3 separate regions of the Zea mays genome follow, and all the other regions are linked to region 2. The links are chromatin contacts, called in public Hi-C maps. All regions are on one chromosome and are shown on one strand. The core of a region is the stretch at or near the end of the contact, and the rest is flanking DNA. Distances in the headings are between cores, read along the strand shown.

What was found. Hi-C and Micro-C count contacts between places; a contact is called where the count stands out from the background.
Region 1: a contact with region 2 is called in a Hi-C map of ear, with 1.9 times the contacts expected there. The contact joins the promoter of LOC100383238 here to the promoter of LOC542158 in region 2. A contact is called at or near these places in 3 of 25 Hi-C or Micro-C datasets (ear, tassel and an unstated tissue).
Region 3: a contact with region 2 is called in a Hi-C map of leaf, with 5 times the contacts expected there. The contact joins the promoter of LOC103634833 here to the promoter of LOC542158 in region 2. A contact is called at or near these places in 7 of 25 Hi-C or Micro-C datasets (ear, leaf, leaf mesophyll and 2 more).

What each region holds. Positions count from the first base shown.
Region 1 is chr8:15,884,188-15,887,703 of Zm-B73-REFERENCE-NAM-5.0, reverse strand. LOC100383238 (sequence-specific DNA binding transcription factor) reads left to right here and starts at 1,626. Exons shown (of 13, transcript NM_001175900.1): 1 at 1,626-2,881; 2 at 3,485-3,516. The coding sequence starts at 1,667.
Region 2 is chr8:15,557,274-15,560,349 of Zm-B73-REFERENCE-NAM-5.0, reverse strand. LOC542158 (thylakoid assembly 8) reads left to right here and starts at 1,397. Exons shown (of 1, transcript NM_001111780.2): 1 at 1,397-2,538. The coding sequence starts at 1,478. The coding sequence ends at 2,269. LOC100281383 (importin alpha-2 subunit) reads right to left here. Exons shown (of 11, transcript NM_001154301.2): 11 at 2,632-3,076. The coding sequence ends at 2,966. LOC100273202 reads right to left here and starts at 210. Exons shown (of 9, transcript NM_001365687.1): 1 at 1-210. The coding sequence starts at 76.
Region 3 is chr8:15,297,581-15,301,129 of Zm-B73-REFERENCE-NAM-5.0, reverse strand. It overlaps LOC103634833 (probable LRR receptor-like serine/threonine-protein kinase At3g47570), which reads left to right and starts at 1,511. Exons shown (of 2, transcript XM_008657423.3): 1 at 1,511-3,549. The coding sequence starts at 1,861. It also overlaps a transcript of LOC100192076 not described here.

The DNA of each region.
Region 1 (3,516 bases), core at 377-2,876, 330 kb before region 2:
GGTAAAACAAATCCGCGTGTCTCACTTCATTATTCGCTTGCGATTTGTTTTGCGCCCTCTCTCGCGGACTCAATTATATTTCTAACGCTAACCCGGCTTGTAGTTGTGTTTATATTTGTAAATTTCAGTTTCGCCCTATTCACCCCCCCTCTAGGCGACTTTCATGCGCGCTGTTGGAGGGGTGGGCCGTGTTGCAGGCCGAGTTGGCCTTCGCTCTGCATGAGGGCGATCTCTTGTTCAAGCTCCTGAGCCTTCTGCTCTTCGTCGCGTATCATCTGTCGCACCTTGGCTTGTGCGGACACGCGTTGGCGCTTGGCCTCGAGGATCTCTTTTTGCTTCTGGAGGTTGCGGTTCTTGATGCGCAAGGCGCGCAGTTGTAGCTGTTCTTCTGCCGAAACGCCGATGACTTCGCCGTCCTCGGTGGCGTTCGCGCCCTCTGGTGGAGCGAAGCCTGGGGGAAGTTGTGGTTGTCCTCCAGAGCTGCAGGTGCGGAGATTGCCTTCGGGAGTGGGTTGCTCGTTGCGCTGCCTCTTGCTGAGTGCGTCGTCTTCGCAGGCCTCTTGGTGGGTGGTGTCGACAAGGGCCTTGCCCTTTTTCTCGGCCAGCAGTGCTGCCTTCGCAGCCTCGTCAGCCTTCGAGGTAGCTCTCTTGGGTGCCATCGCGGGTGGTTTTTTCGTAGCACGAACGGTGGGCGCCAAATGTTGGAACTCGTTTTCCTGGGCGAGTTGATCCAACGTGGGAGTGAAAGCGATGTAAACAAGGTTTCAACTTGAGATGGCAATAGCTCTGTTAATCTGGCCTCTCAAGGGCACTGTGCGGGGGTATTTATAGGTGTCTGAGTGCCCAGCGTCAAGGATTAAGGACACATGTGCCCTCAGGTGCCTAGGTTCCCCTGAATATTCTCATTAAAGCAGGGTTACAGACTGTAATAACAGAAAAACCTTTACAATTTGAGCCCGTACTGCGCAGTGATAGCGCGGGGCCCGTTATGACGGGCCGGATTGCACGTGGGCTCCAGTGTTGGGCGACGCCGCGGGATGGGGCGACCTCGCCATAGGTCTTCGTCCTTTGGCGTGCCGGACGAAGAGTGAAGACTGCCGATCGTTGTCTCCGTTGGCGCAGCGAGATTGGCGAAGGCATCGAGCGAAGGGCAGGAGACAAGCAATGCGGTTGCCGTGCAGGGGAAGTAAGAGCATGGCTTCTCAAAGAAGAGTTCTGGCTTACGGTGGAAGCTTGTCAATTTCAAAACATATTTTCGTACCGATAATATACTATGCGGCGCTTTATCGACAACAGTTACACAACAACAAAACAAGCAATGTAATTAATATTGACAATTTGAATTTATTAATTTAAAAATTAATAAATACATTTTTGACGCATCATTTGTGTAGCGTGAAATGAGAAGAAAACAAAGAAAAATGAAAAAAAATGTAAAAAAGGAATCTGTTAACACTGTAGCTTTAGGGGACAGAATTTAGAGGACGATGCTGGAGACTGAGAATATATAGATGACAAAATTTTTTAGAGTGTTCTGTAAACAGAGAATATTGCTTTAGGGGACGGGAATTTAGGGGACACTACTGCTGGAGAGTCTCAGTCCTCACAGATCGCGCGCGCACCAGCACCACCACTGCCGTCTCCGGCGACGACCACGCCGCCGGCCATGCCGTCCTCCTACGCTGCCGCTGCAGCCGGATCCTCTTCCCGCAAGCCGAATCGCACCTCCAGCGCTGCCGCACCCACTCTTCGCCCACCAGCACCCTCACCGTCGCCGGCACCCGCTCCCCTGGCGGTGAACCCTAGCGTCATCTCTGATTCCGACCCCTCCTCCTACTCATCTTCCTCTGCGGATGAGGCCGATTTCGCCGCCTCCGACTCCGCAACTGCCTCTGTTGTCTCTGCCTACCTCTCGGTTGCTGGCGAGGGGGCCGACCTCTCGAAAGTTGGCATTTTCCTCTCATCCGCCGCGCGCCGCCGATCGCCGCCGTGCCTTATCTGCTTCGATCCTATACGCCCCTCTGACCCGGTGTGGTCATGCTCTTCATCCTGCTTTGCCATCCTCCACCTCCCCTGCATCCAGTCATGGGCGCACCAGTCAGCATCCGGGCCCGCCGTGCCGTGCCCAACCTGGGGATGCCCCAAGTGCCGCTTCGCCTACCCCAAGTCCGAGATCCCCTCCTCCTACGTCTGCTTCTGCTCCAAGACCATAGACCCGGCTCCGGACCCCTGGATCCTCCCCCACTCTTGTGGCGACGTCTGTGGCCGCCGTCTTGATGCGAATCTCGACTCCGGCTGTGAGCATACCTGCCTGCTGCTGTGCCACCCAGGGCCATGCCCGCCATGCCCGGCCGTTGTTCCTAAAGCGACGTGCTTCTGTGGAGTGCACCGGGAGCCCCGACGCTGCGCACATCAGCGTTACTCTTGTGGGGGGAAATGCAACAAACGTCTTAGCTGTGGACTCCACCACTGTCCAGTGGATTGCCATGATGGCCCCTGCCCGCCGTGTGCAGTGCTGGGGAGTCACAAATGTGAGTGTGGAGAGATATTGGAGGAGAAATTGTGCTCTGAAAGGATTTTCCAGTGCAAGAGGGAGTGTGGTGGGATGCTAGATTGCGGTAAGCATAAGTGTGAGAGGGGGTGCCATGGGGGCAAGTGTGGGGAATGCCCACTCCGAGGTCGACGCACTTGCCCGTGTGGGAAGAAAAATTATCCAAGGTTGGAGTGTGATGCAGAGGCTGCCACATGCGGATCAACTTGTGAGAAGGTGCTTGGGTGTGGACGACACAGGTGCCCTGAGCGCTGCCATCGTGGGCCATGTGATGGGACTTGCCGTCTTGTGGTTACTAAGGCCTGCCGTTGCGGGGGGTTGAAGAAGGAGGTACAGTCTTATCTAGTTTATTTACAATGGATCAATCCATGTAAGCGGATAAATCGAACAAATGAATTATCTGGTTATATAAATTCAAAATTCAACTTAGAGACACTCTGTTGATAGTGTCACCAGGTTGCAGGTCCGAAGCAGCCTCTCCGCATTTGCGGGGAGAAGGCTTGCCTCAATTTATCCCTTCTCTAGACCCCACTCATGTGGGAGTCTCTGACACTAGATCTGCCTAACTTAGAGGCACTATCAACCTTAATTCTCATAGTGCCTACATCAAAAGATAATGCTCTGGAACCTTGTAGATAGCTTACATCTCTAAGATCAATGGATTCACATTTGATGTCTGGAGGCCTTTGCTTTAGATTAGATTGTGCCGTCAAACTTTTTAACTTATATGCAGATATCACCTGGCAGAGCAACAAGTAGTTCCTCTTCATTTACCATTTTCCTCAGTATTGGCTAGTAGGTTGTGCAACAAGCAACGTCCTTAGTATAACATTGAATGCTGTAGCTGGTTATGGATACTTCTATTTTATAAATTAGCGGGATGCAAGTTCTTAGTCCTTCGTGCTCATGTGATGCATTGCATGTCTGCATCAGGTGCCCTGCTACCAAGAATTGACGTGTGAAAG
Region 2 (3,076 bases), core at 148-2,647:
CAGCCGTCGCGGCCGTTGCGGCGGCGGCGCGGAGGAACAGCGCTAATGTGGCGGCCAGGACCGCGGCGGTCGCCATTGGCGCTCGCGGTAGGTCAGTGGATCGGCGGAGGGCAGCACTGGTTGGTTGGTGGTGCAGAGTAGCAGAGCACACGGACACAGGTAGAGAGTGTTGATGATTGGAGCATCGGAGGAGTTGGCTAGGACTGGAAGTGACTGACAGCCAATGGACACAACCGAATGGCCGGTGACTAGATGAGAATTTTGGGGAGACGTGGAACGGATGGAAGCCATGGAGTGGTTATTCTCTATTCTCCCGCCGGTTAGTTTGCTTGGCTAGGCTGGCAGTAGATCTGAACGGGAAGGGAGACAATTAGGCAATATGGTGTTAAAAACTTTATTACGGTTAGTTTAAGAATTCTATTTTCTCAATAGATTCATTTTTTCTTTTTTCAAGAAAAAATGAACTAATATCTTTAGAAAAATAAAAATTCCTTAAGAAATAGGATCGTCAAAATAGCCCTGAGGACTAATTTTCCAACTACAAGGAATTTTCATTTTCCAAGAAAAAATAAAATAATTTCTTTTGAGAAAATAGTATTGCCAAACTAGCTCTTATAGCTAGTTTAGAAACTTAAATCTTAAAAGAGAGATTTAAGTTTCTAAACTAGACATTAACTAGAGCATCTCCAACAAGTTATATTTGAGTCTTAAAATTTAAAATATAACCTGATTTGAAGTGTTTAGGGCCACAAAAACATTTGCAGATATAACAGTTGAGTTACATATCATATTATTTAGTAACATTTAGAATAATGTACAAAATGAGGATAGAGCTCTATCGTTATGGGCATATATTTAGAACCTGAGAATCTAAATTCTATACTTATTTGATGAATTATGAAATAGAACCCCCTATTGAGGCATTTTGTGTTAAAGTCTTATATTTTAAAAATACAACTTCATTTAAAACTTATGTTGGAGATGAAGGAGTGCTTCCTTGACTAAAGTTTAGTTTATGTTATATCAGATATTTGAATGTAATTATAAGTATTAAATGGAGCCTAATTACAAGAATAAGAGCATGTTTAGATGCTATGTGCTAAATTTTATCATGGTGCTAAAGTTTAGCCATTTTAAATAGATATTTTAATATGTGCTAAAGTTTAGAAATATTAAGTGCAGTATAATTATAAAAGTAGTTATAAAAAACAACACTAAACTGGAAGACGAATCTATTAAACCTAATCATGAGTAAGTTAAACTTAATAAATTTATCTCGATATTTAATCATCATCTATATATTTAGTCTAGTTAGACTATATTAAATATATTCATAAAATTGTTATTCAAAACCAAACACCTCAGATACTGAAAGACGGAAGATAGGCAATCACATGGAACCCAAAATCCGCAGCATCCACTGACTTCCTCTGTTCTCTTTCTCCTACCGCTTCGTGGCTTCCCTGCTTCCGCTCCAATGGCGTCTCTCCTCTTGGTCCCGCGCCTCACCCGGAGCCCATGTTCCAACCCAGGACCCAGTGCCGGTCACAAGCCTAGGCCCGTGTCCATCACCTGCGGGCCGCGCGACAACCGCGGGCCCCTCCAGCGCGGCCGCTCCCTCTCCACGGAGGCCATCCTGGCGATCCAATCCCTGAAGCGCCTCACCTCCGCCGACCGCTCGCCGGCGGCTGCCTCGGCCGCAGCAGCCACCGCCCTGGGCCGCCTCCTCAAGGCCGACCTCGTGGCCGCCATGGCCGAGCTCCAGCGGCAGGGCCACTGGTCCCTCGCCCTCGCCGCGCTCCACATCGCCCGCGCCGAGCCCTGGTACCGCCCAGACCCGGCGCTGTACGCCACCTTCGTGTCCTCCGCGCCGCACTCGCCCTCCGGCGGCGAGGGAGACGCCGAGGCCGCCGTTGACGCGCTCGTGGAGGCGTTCCTGGAGGAGAAGGCGAGCGGCGGCGGGTTCGTGGACGGGGAGGAGGACGTGTACAAGCTCACGAGGCTGCTGCGCGCGCTGGTGGCCAAGGGCAGGGGCCGCGCGGCGTGGAGGGTGTACGAGGCGGCCGTCAGGAAGGGAGGCCTCAACGTGGACGCGTACGTGTACAGGGTGATGGCGCGGGGGATGAAGCGGCTGGGCTTCCAGGAGGAGGCGGCGGAGGTGGAGGAGGACTTCGCGGAATGGGAGACCACGGTCTCACCGCCCGCCAGGGACGTGCTCGACGAAATGCGAGCAAGAGACGAGATCAAAACCACTGCTGCTGCCTCCTAGTCCTATAGCCCACCAGGGTTTTTTTAGCTGATAAATGGGTTTGGTTGGTGCTAGAATTTGTCATGCTACTGCAACAACGGTGATACTGATACGTCTTCTTTAGAAATCATACGGCCATTAGGCCACTAACAGAAAGTGTTTTAGCGGTTGACCATCGCAATTGCAGGACATACACCCTTACAACTAGGTGTTGCCGCAATCTGTTCAAATTTCAAATTTGGATTGTCAAATGGTTGCTATAGAAAGAGAACAGCAGGGTTATTTATTTCATACTCCCTCAATCCCAAAATAAGTCTCCATATCATATTTCGAGGAGTTTAAACAATCTCAATTTAGACCAAATATATACCAAAAAACACTAGTTTTTATGGTACATTATAAACATCATCAGATTAATCAGTCATATATTTGTACTCTAAGAGCATCTCCAACATTTCCACACTTAAAATACGAGACGAAAAAATATTTTGAGATAGAGGAAGCACTGTGCAAGATGTCAGTCTATGTCTATCTAAGGTATCCACACTTAACATCTCCAGCTCACGGTCAGTTTCAACACATTCACATTTCCAGCTATATATTAGGGGCTAAATTACATGGAAACCATGATGAACGGCGCATCCTTCTGTTCCAGGATCGTTACATTTCAAACCCACAAATAGCTCCACGTTTACCCAGATGTATCGGCGGCACAACTCACAGGCCATAGTCTTCGCCAAAGTATTTATCAACCAAACCATTCGCCATATTCCTCATCATCTCGTTCTCATGGAACTGGAACCTCTCCATGGCCTCAATGCCGTCCTC
Region 3 (3,549 bases), core at 262-2,761, 260 kb after region 2:
CTTCTTTTTATTGCTTATTTGAACAAGAATAAGTTACAAGTGTACCTTCGGTTTGAAGGAGAAAAGTACAGGCGTGACGCAAAAGTGAATGCCCAGTCAGCGTGAACAGTACGGGGATACTATTCACCTATTTATAGACACGGGTCACAGCCCATGCAAAATTACATTAATACCCTTTACATTTATCAATAACTCTATGATAATTCTTCGAGGTCTAATATGGTTTTTCATCTTTAAGTCGGTTTCCTTTTCCGCCGCTGTCCCGAAGCTCTTCTACACGCAGCTTCGGCTTTGCGCCAACCTTCGTGTTCTTTGTGCTTCTTCATACCGTGGCTCTGATCCGAGTCCGAAGATACCTGTTAATGTACTTTACTCCAGAAACATTGTTAAATCATGTTTTTGAGGTCCTTCGGAAGCCGAAGGCCCCCAACAGTGACGTTCACAACGACAAGAAGGATTGAATTTGATGGTTTTCATTATCCATTGAACTTGCTTTGCAATACAACATTCTATATCTTAGGTTACATAAGGTACATCGCTAGAATAGAAAATATATGATAAGAAAGACACGTCAAAGAGTAATGCCAAAACTAATTAAAAGATGTGGATCAACAAAAAGGACCGCATGTTTTTTATACCAAAGATGTCGGCACAAATGGTGTAAGATGATTAAGATATATTTTTTTTATCGTCTAAGACTCTTTATTTGGTACTTTTTCTAGCATCAATTTTTACATATTGTTTGAGCTTTTAAAACGATATCGTTATATATGTTTTCTTTGAAACTATGCTACATGTAATACTCTACGGCTAGTAAGATTTTTAGCCTTATATGGGTTATCCTTGGCATAACATAACATGTTTATGGATCCGGAGACAAGGGGGCGAGCAATAAAATTTACTATATATTTATAATGACACAATATGAAATATAGATTTTTTTGTTAAAATAAATTTGTATCCAAGTAAAAAAAATCACATATTTTAAGCATAAAATTTGTCGCAAATTTCAGCCCAAAGTTGTCAGTGGATAGTTGATGTGCACGTCAAATTTTGTGCTTCACCTTGAATATATAACCATCTAAAACCAAATACATTATGATCACTTGTCGATTTGATAAAAAGTCTTGTCAAATTGTGTAAAAATTTCATATATAAAATAGTTTATGGATTATTAAGGTTAATGGACACTCTTCTGGTCTCAACTGCAATCACGAAGAGAGCCTTTTAGCTACAAAACTTATGAAGACACATCTACGAAATAAATGGAAGATTATTTTGTGTGAAGTTACTTCATAATCTATATTCATATGGAATTGATAGCTATAATCAACTCTCGTGATATAATCAAAGCTTTTAATTTGAATGATCATCGTAAAAGCAAATTAATTGACCTTTGTTGGAGTTAATTAATATACAATTATATGGTGTAAGTCTTTTTTTATTAATTTATTATCTATGCTATACGTAAATTAGTATGCACATGTTTATATATTCTATAATATTTTTTTATCTTATAATATTTGATGAATTGTTCGACCCCTTTTATACTATAATCCTGGCTCCGCTCCTGGCTGCCGTAGATGACTAGTCAATTTGTTATTGAATTGGCTAGTTTTTTTTTAACGAAGACAATCGGAGCCGAGTGGGCTAATGAATTTCATTTCTTTAAAATCTAAATGGATTCGACGTTCGATCCTGGTAAATGCATGTAGGTCCCCACCACTTTGACAATGCAGGCGCACACCTATATATTTAGAGCAGCTCGCATACCATCTTGGAGCGCAGCGGACCCTCTCCGTCTCCGCACACCCAGTCAATCACCCAGTCAGTCTCAGTCAATACTCGACGCCGGCTGACATGGTAAAGCACCGAGACCCAGTGAACCTGCTGGTGCTGTCCGCCTCCATGTGCCTGCTTTGGACTCTCGCGGCGGCCACACAGGCCAACGACGAGGCCGCACTTGACGCCATCAAGGTCGCGGCGGTCCATGGCGGGCCTGGCGGCTATGGAGACGTACTTGCCTCGTGGAACGGTAGCGCAGGCGGCGGCGGCGGGTACTGCAGCTGGGAAGGGGTGAGGTGCCGAGGCAGCGGCAGGCGGCGTCGAGTGGTGGCGCTGTTCCTACCCTCTCGCGGGCTCACCGGCGTCCTCTCCCCGGCGGTTGGTAACCTTTCGTCCCTGAGGCTTCTCAACCTGAGCTCCAACGCCCTCAGCGGCGCCATCCCCGCGAGCCTCGGCCGCCTGCGCCACCTCCGTGCGCTTGACCTAAGCTACAACGCCTTCTCCGGTAAGCTCTCCGCCGCCAACCTAAGCTCATGCACCAGCCTGGTGGACTTGCGCCTCCAGTCCAACCACCTCCGCGGAGGCCTGCCCTCTGAGCTCGGCAACAAGCTCGCACGCCTCGAGGAGCTCATACTGTTTCGAAACAACCTCACTGGCACCGTACCGGAGTCCATAGGCAACCTGTCGTCGCTTCGTGTCATGTCCCTCGCATTCAACCAGCTACAGGGCGCCATCCCTCGTAGCCTCGGCAGCATCGTAGGCCTCACGAGACTTGACCTCGCCTTCAACTACCTCTCCGGCGAGCCCCCACGCTCTCTGTACAACCTGTCGTCGCTGGAAAGACTGCAGATCCAAGCGAACAAGCTCAATGGTACCATCCCCGCCGAGATCGGCAGCAGATTTCCCAGCATGTCGATCCTTAGCCTCTCTTGGAACCAGTTCACGGGATCCATCCCCGCTTCGCTCACTAACCTCACGACGCTCCAGCGGGTCGAGCTCTCTGTAAACATGCTCCACGGGCGCGTGCCTCCGGCGCTGGGGAGACTCAGAGGTCTGCAGCTCCTGTACTTGTTCCAAAACGAGCTGGAAGCAGACGACAGAAACGGGTGGGAATTCATGGCTTCCCTGTCAAACTGTACCCAGCTCCAGGATCTAAACATCGCCGACAACAGCTTCACAGGGCGGCTGCCAGGTTCGGTAGGCAACCTCTCGACGACGGCCCTGCAGATCCTCCGTTTAGAATACAACGACGGGATATCCGGAAGCATCCCCTCAGCCATCGGCAACCTGGCCAGCCTTGAACTCCTCGGTCTGGGGTTCACGTCCGTCTCCGGCGTGCTTCCGGACAGCATGGGCAAGCTAGGAAACTTGGCTCGGTTAGGTCTGTACAACACTCAGGTGTCAGGCCTCATACCGACATCCATCGGAAACCTCTCGAGGTTGATTGAGCTGTACGCGCAGCATGCCAACCTGGAGGGCGCAATTCCAACGAGCTTCGGACAGCTGAAGAACCTAATATCCCTTGATCTAGCTAATAACCGTCTCAACAGTTCGATCCCCGCAGAGGTTTTCGAACTGCCACTCCTCTCCAAGTACTTGGACTTGTCGTCTAACTCGCTGTCAGGCCCTCTTCCTCCTCAAGTCGGTAGCTTGGTGAACCTTAACAGCATGGATCTATCTGGAAACCAGCTATCCGGCGAGCTACCTGACAGCATCGGGGAGTGCATCATGCTGCAGGGGCTTTGGTTGGAGGATAACTCATTG